Regions from separate parts of the Mus musculus genome. Here region 1 is linked to region 2. The links are chromatin contacts, called in public HiChIP or PLAC-seq maps. All regions are on one chromosome and are shown on one strand. The core of a region is the stretch at or near the end of the contact, and the rest is flanking DNA. Distances in the headings are between cores, read along the strand shown.

Region 1 (3,319 bases), core at 533-3,032, 700 kb before region 2:
GAAAAACAGTTATGTGTATATGTGTGTATCTGTTTGTATGTTTATGCCACGTGTGTGAATTCCTGTAGAGGCCCCAAGAGGGAGTCAGATCCTGTAGAAAGTTACAGGTAATTGTGATCCACCAGATGTGGGTTCTGGCTCCTCTGCAGGAGCAGCAGTGCTTTCAGGCTCAGAGCCACCCTCTGGCCCTGGGATTGGAATTTTTAAATTTCATATTTTTTATGTGGGGTCCTGGGGATTTGAACTCAGTCCCTCATGCTTGCCCAGCAAGTGTTTTACTCACTGAGCCCTCTCCCCAGCCTCTTGATTTCCTTCCTTCCTTCCTTCCTTCCTTCCTTCCTTCCTTCCTTCCTTCCTTCCTTCCTCCCTCCCTCCCTCCCTCCCTCCCTCCCTCCCTCTCTCTCTCTCTTTCTCTCTCTCTCTCTCTCTCTCTCTCTCTCTCTCTCTCTCTCTCTCTCTTTCTTTCTTTCCTTTTTTCTTTCTTTGCTAAAGAAATTGACTTTGAAGATATTTAAAAACTGTACACAGTAAGTCTTAAATTATCAGGTTTTACTAGAGAAAGATGATCTAATGGCATGGTTTAAGCTAAACTTTGATAAGTCTTTCAATTTGAATGGCAGATCCTCAGAAGAAGGAAGGTAGTACAACCTGGCCTTTTGCATAACTAGTAAGATGCTACAGATGGAATTATGGCTCATGTTCTGGTGTAAAGACACAGAAGAGTGGAGCCTCTAGTCTGAGCTTTGGAGTTTGTTCAGCAGTGTTCACATGTATTGATAACACTAAGAATACAGGCCTGGAAAATGGCTTAGTGGGTGAAGGCACTTGCTACCAAGTCTGACAACCTGAATCCAAGCCCTAGAACTTACATGGTAGAAGAAGAGAACTAATTCCTCCCCAAAGCCCTTTTACCTTCATATGTATGCTATGGTACACTCAGGGATGTGTGTATGTCTCTCTCGGTGCATGTGTGTGTGCGTGTGTGTGTGTTTGTGCATATGTGTGTGTACACATGAATGCATGTGTATGCAGACAAGTGAACAATATAAAAAATAGCAAAACAATTTACCTTCCTTTGATCCTTCCCTAGGAGCTGTTGTCAGTACAGTGATAATCACACCCAGAAGTGTGGTTTGTTAGATATTAAAAAGTTACAAGTGGGGAGATGAAGTCTAGGTAATGTTAGCAGTTTAGTCAAGGCCAACCAACCAGGTTGAGAAGGAGCTAGGGTCATAATCAGGTTCGCTAGCTTTACAGCTTGTCATTTTCCCACTGCAGTTTTGTTAGTATACTGAAGACATGATGAGATATTTCCTGCCTTTATTGACAAATCATTCCGAGGCCTGTTTCCTTTCCCTGGGCTGTGGAGCAGACAGCATGGAACCCTAGGCCCTTACTTATGGCCAATGGCAGTGCTGTTCCCTCTTTAATTTAATTTCCCATTCTTTTTGCTTAAGCAGCAGACAGTGGGACTACATACAAGCCAGGATAGCAACGATTCTTTCCTCTGACTCTGCCGTGTTTTCTCCCTTGGTGTTGGGGCTCAAGCTAGGGTAGAGAAAAACTGGGAATCTTAGGGCAAATGTCTCCACATCTGGATGGTCTCCATGCTGCGACACTTGGCCCCTTCACGGTTGCTCATCTAGCCTGTGCCCTGCACCTTCAGGCCAGCTGGGCAGTGAGAAAAATCTGTTTCATTTCTTCTTTTGCCAAGTCCATCTGCACTGCACAGGTGCAGGGCTGGACTCTTAAAATAGAAACTTTGTTCTGTGTGATGTGGCACAGTGGAAACCCCCCTGACTTCATTACCTCATGTTCAGATTAACGAAATGGTGATCTGTCCCTTCTCTGTGGCATTTCCCTGGCTTCTATGAGACCTTTCGTTTCTCATTTGGCTTCTCTAGTTTCTCCGTTTGTAACAGGACTTGATCTTGGTGGTGTCAAGCTTCCTTCTGCCTTTGATTCCCTGTGCCTGTGCTTCTGATTAGGACTGTTTTAGAATTCTCTTCATCTTGTTTGATTCTCCCAGTCATGCTGTTCTGGCAAGGACAGCTGGGGCTAACGATGGCTTTTGATATTTAAAATGTCTTGTCTCACCATTTTGATATGATGTTTAGCCTGTTCACAGTCATTCTAAAACGATCAGATACACCCAGAAGCTTGATCAAGGACTCTTGTGTACATTTTGAATCACAGAAAATTGGAGATGATTCAATTTAAAATTTGGGACAGGCCTTTCCATGACAACTGTTCATACTTTTTTGCTTAAACAGTAAATGTTCTTCTTCTTCGGAGCTCAACATCTTGAGAGATTATACTGTCAAGCATTGGTATTTATTAAAATTTACTAATTTCTACTACTACTCCAAGAAAAGGGTATCATTATTCATTTAATAAGAATACATTGAGGGCCAGGCTCTACTAACAATACCAGGTGGAAATTAAATGAGCGAAGTCATAGTACTACTCAAGTGTCTGGCTGAGCATCAAGAAAATGATCACTCTGGGTCAAACCCTTGGCTCTGTTTCCTCTGCTGTGAGCACCAGCTCATGGATTAACTATGGGTCTAGAAAATGTTTAAGATGAGCCCTCGCATCTCAACTAAGCAATTTTATTATTTGTTTGTTGTTGTTATTGGGGTGATCAAGTTCAAGGCCTTGGGTGTGCCGGTGAGATCTTCACTACTTCAACCCACGCTAGATTTGTTTTCATGAGACCCAATGAATACAGATGAAACAATCACAGCACAGATTGTTAGGAAATGAACAATTGATGGATTTGGATCAAACCTACCCCAGGGAGAGCAGATGGATCCTCACAACGATGGAGACTGTGGAGAGCCAGCACAGCTGATCAGTCTAGGAAAAAGTTAAGACCACAGATATGAGCTGTAATGACAGAGAGACCAAGTCAGCCAGGAATGAGAATAATGTACAGTGTTCCAAGTCCAAGGGAGAAACAAGTGCTCTGAGTGCACAGAGCTGCACATCAAGTTGCGATTTTGTGGCTGATCCAGGGGCTATGCATGGAGTATGCCGATACATTTCAGAAAAGAACACAATGTGACAACTGAAAGAGATGGATGCTAGGGTTAGAGATTTACAGGTGGATTTAAAAGACTTTCTATTTAATAATTGACATAGATACCTTTTAAAAATATTGAATAATGACTGCGTTGAATGATCAAGTGGTCCCCACCTGAGGGATTCCATCCATCTCTGGGCCAGAACTTCCTTTCTGGTTTGTGTCTTAGCTTTGAGTGGATGGTTTTCTTAAAGAGTGTGAGATATAACACACACAGCGGGCAATGGGACTCTC
Region 2 (3,076 bases), core at 497-2,996:
TACACACATACACACTACAGTTATACACACATAGATACATATCCACATACATACACACATATATATACATACATGTGCACAATCATACTTGCACACATATGCTCTCATACAGAAATATACACATGCATACACATTCTCACCTAGAAACATAAAAATTACACACATAGGATTGGTGTATTTAGAATCCACAAAGGAGAGAAAGTGTGATATTTTTTGCTCTTGTTTCTGGGGCCACATCTCCTTGTGAAGTCTCCATATCTGATTTCCAACTCTAGAGACTGAGAAACCTCCCTCCATCCTAATGGTAGATTTAATTTTGTGTCAAAAGATGTTACCTTTCAGTCCTTACATCTCATATGAATTAAAGAGCTTAATGTTTTCAGAGGGAAACATTGTGTGGTCTTGTGTAACCAATACACTAACCAATTGTGTTCATATCCTGATTAAGAACGTGATTATGGACTTATTTAAAGCAGATATTCTTGGCAGTGATTCTGGGAAATACAATCAGGAGGAAATGTGAAGATATAACGTGGACCAGAGATTGTAGGAAATACCATCCAGAGATTGCCCCAATTGGGCATCCATCCTATATACAGTCATGAAACCCAGACACTATTGTAGATGGCAACAAGTGCTTGCTGACAGGAGCCTGATATAGCTGTCTCCTGAGAGGGTCTGCCAGTACCTGACAAATACAGAGGTGGACACTCATAGCCAACCATTGGACTGAGCACAGGGTCCCCAATGGTGGAGCTACAGAAAAGACTGAAGGAGCTGAAGAAGTTTGCAGCCCCATAGGAGGAACAATAATATGAGACAACCATTAAGATGTAGCAACCATATCATGGTCTCTGCTTGTGCAGAAAATTCATGCAAGCTCGTGATAAAATCCCTGAAGGGACCAGGAGTAGTTGGGTCTTTTCTGACTATAACAAAGAATATAGGGCATAGTTGGAGGGATCTACATCCCTCCTGACAGCTTCTACTGAAAAGTGGCAGAATACTTGGCTTCTATCTTTGACACCAAGAAAGGCAAAGTCAACTTCTGCTCCTAATTAAATTTATATTAAAGCCTTTTACTTGAACCAACTGCCCTCTTTGATGTAATCATGATACATTCTTTTTTTTCCTCTATGCTAATAAATAAACAAGTTTGTTTTCTTTTAGCGACAAATGTTGCAATGACAAGTATGATATTCTGAGATTTAAAAAAGCAGTTGGGAACCAGAGAGACAGCTCAGTGTTTAAGACCCCTTTCTGTTCTTGCAGAAGATATGAATTCAGTTCCCTGGATTTATATGCCAGTTCATGACCATCTGTAACTCCACTTCTTTTGTTTTTTAATTTATTTTTTATTAGATATTTTCTTCATTCACATTTCAAACATTATCCCGAAAGTCCCCTATACCCTCCCCCCACCCCCACCCGCTCCCCAACCCACTCACTCCTGCTTCCTGGAACTGGCATTCTCCTGTACTGGGGCATATAATCTTCCCAAGATGTAACTCCACTTCTAAGGTAACCAATTCCCCTTTCTGAAATCCAACAGCAATAGGTACAAATGTAGTGCACAGACATACATGTAGGCCAAACACACATATCCCTAAAGTGAAAATAAAGACATTTTTAAAAACCTTAACTCTGAGAGATAATGGTGCTTCTGGAGCTCACATCCTTTACAGTAGAGCAATGACAGCTCACGTTCCCCACAGAAGCTCAGAATAACAGGACATGATGGTTCCCTGGGGCCAGCCACAACATCACTTGGCATACACTTGAAACACTCTAGGGAAATCTTTGCTAATCCTAACGGCCACAGGATGACTCAAGTGCAGGTGTTCTTTGATCACCAAGTCAAGCTTTGCTGAGTTTATTTGCATATTAAGACATCAACTACACTTTAGATTGCTTAGTCCATCTTTAAAGGCAGCTTGCCAATATCCAAGAGCCAGCCACTAGTACAGCTCTCAGAGAGGGTCTGCTCTCCTGTTGTGGGTACTGCTGGTCTGGGTTCCAGGTGAGAGTGTGTAGTGTTGGGAGCATCCATTGTGTTCCTTGCTGTTTTCCATGCCTCAGTGTCCTGATCATTGAAATTATAACAGTCAATTGGTTTTAAGATTCTTATTTATGTTACAGCTTCTCAGAATGTAGCTCATGACTACTGTTTTATACACCACATAGAGTGACTCTATACTAGAATGCTTTTTGTATATCGGTGACAGCAATGTGTGCTTATCATTGCAGGATCAACTGGTGACATTGCATTGACCCAGTCTCTGGCTTCTTTGTGTCGATAGGGCAGAGGACCACCATCTCTTTCATGGCCAGTCCAAGTGTCAGTTCAACTAGTGACAGTTATATATATACACTGGTATCAACAGAAACCAAACTCTCCATCTATTTAGCATCCAACCTCCCATCTGGGGTCCCTACCGGGTTCAATGGCAGTGGGCCTGTGACAGATCTCACTCTCACTGTCCATCCTGTGGAGGCTGATGATGATGCAACCTATACTGTTATCAGAGATGGGATTTTCCTCCCTTAGTGTTCTAGAGCTAACCAAAAACCTCCTGTGGTAGTTACTCACTTAAACTAAATTTCTGAGCAGTGTCTTTTCCCACACATATCAACCCTGTGATTTTAGAAATCTTGTTTGCAAGAGTGAAGCTGTGAAACAGATTTCTGAAACTGATATGATTGCCCCACTATATATGCTTTATACACTTTCAATTTATTTCCTTCCTAAATATCTCAGTCTCAAGCATTTGTGTATGTGTTCAATATAGGGAGTAGATAATAATTTTAAACTTACAGGAAACTTTACTTAATCACTCAAATGTAATCAGAGCCTTGAATGTTGAACGTTGTTTTTGTCCTGTAGATACAAATTAAAATTTTTACCATAATGTCACATTTCCATTTTTATTTTCTTGAAATTTCAAAAGTTCTTCAGTGGACCACACAGGCCAGCCTCCTGCAGCTGACTTACTTGATCTGTATCTCTGTGTCCATTATAGATGCTCGTCCGTGGCCTTTGGCCTATTAGCTGTTCTTTTTCTCTTGTTTACATTCA

What was found. HiChIP or PLAC-seq counts read pairs in DNA pulled down with a chosen protein or histone mark.
Region 1: a contact with region 2 is called in an H3K27ac HiChIP or PLAC-seq map of large pre-B cells, with 2.5 times the contacts expected there. The contact joins two enhancer-like sites.

What each region holds. Positions count from the first base shown.
Region 1 is chr6:70,742,549-70,745,867 of GRCm38.p6, reverse strand. It overlaps Gm30211 (a long non-coding RNA gene), which reads right to left. Exons shown (of 7, transcript XR_001785278.2): 5 at 2,795-2,859. Among named protein-coding and RNA genes, the nearest start is that of Gm30211, 15 kb to the right of the region's middle. Within about 2 kb of position 1,782, at least 39 of the 459 cell types and tissues checked have an H3K27ac peak or open chromatin away from gene starts, as enhancers often do.
Region 2 is chr6:70,039,806-70,042,881 of GRCm38.p6, reverse strand. It overlaps Igk. Among named protein-coding and RNA genes, the nearest start is that of Gm46962, 180 kb to the left of the region's middle. Within about 2 kb of position 1,746, at least 14 of the 459 cell types and tissues checked have an H3K27ac peak or open chromatin away from gene starts, as enhancers often do.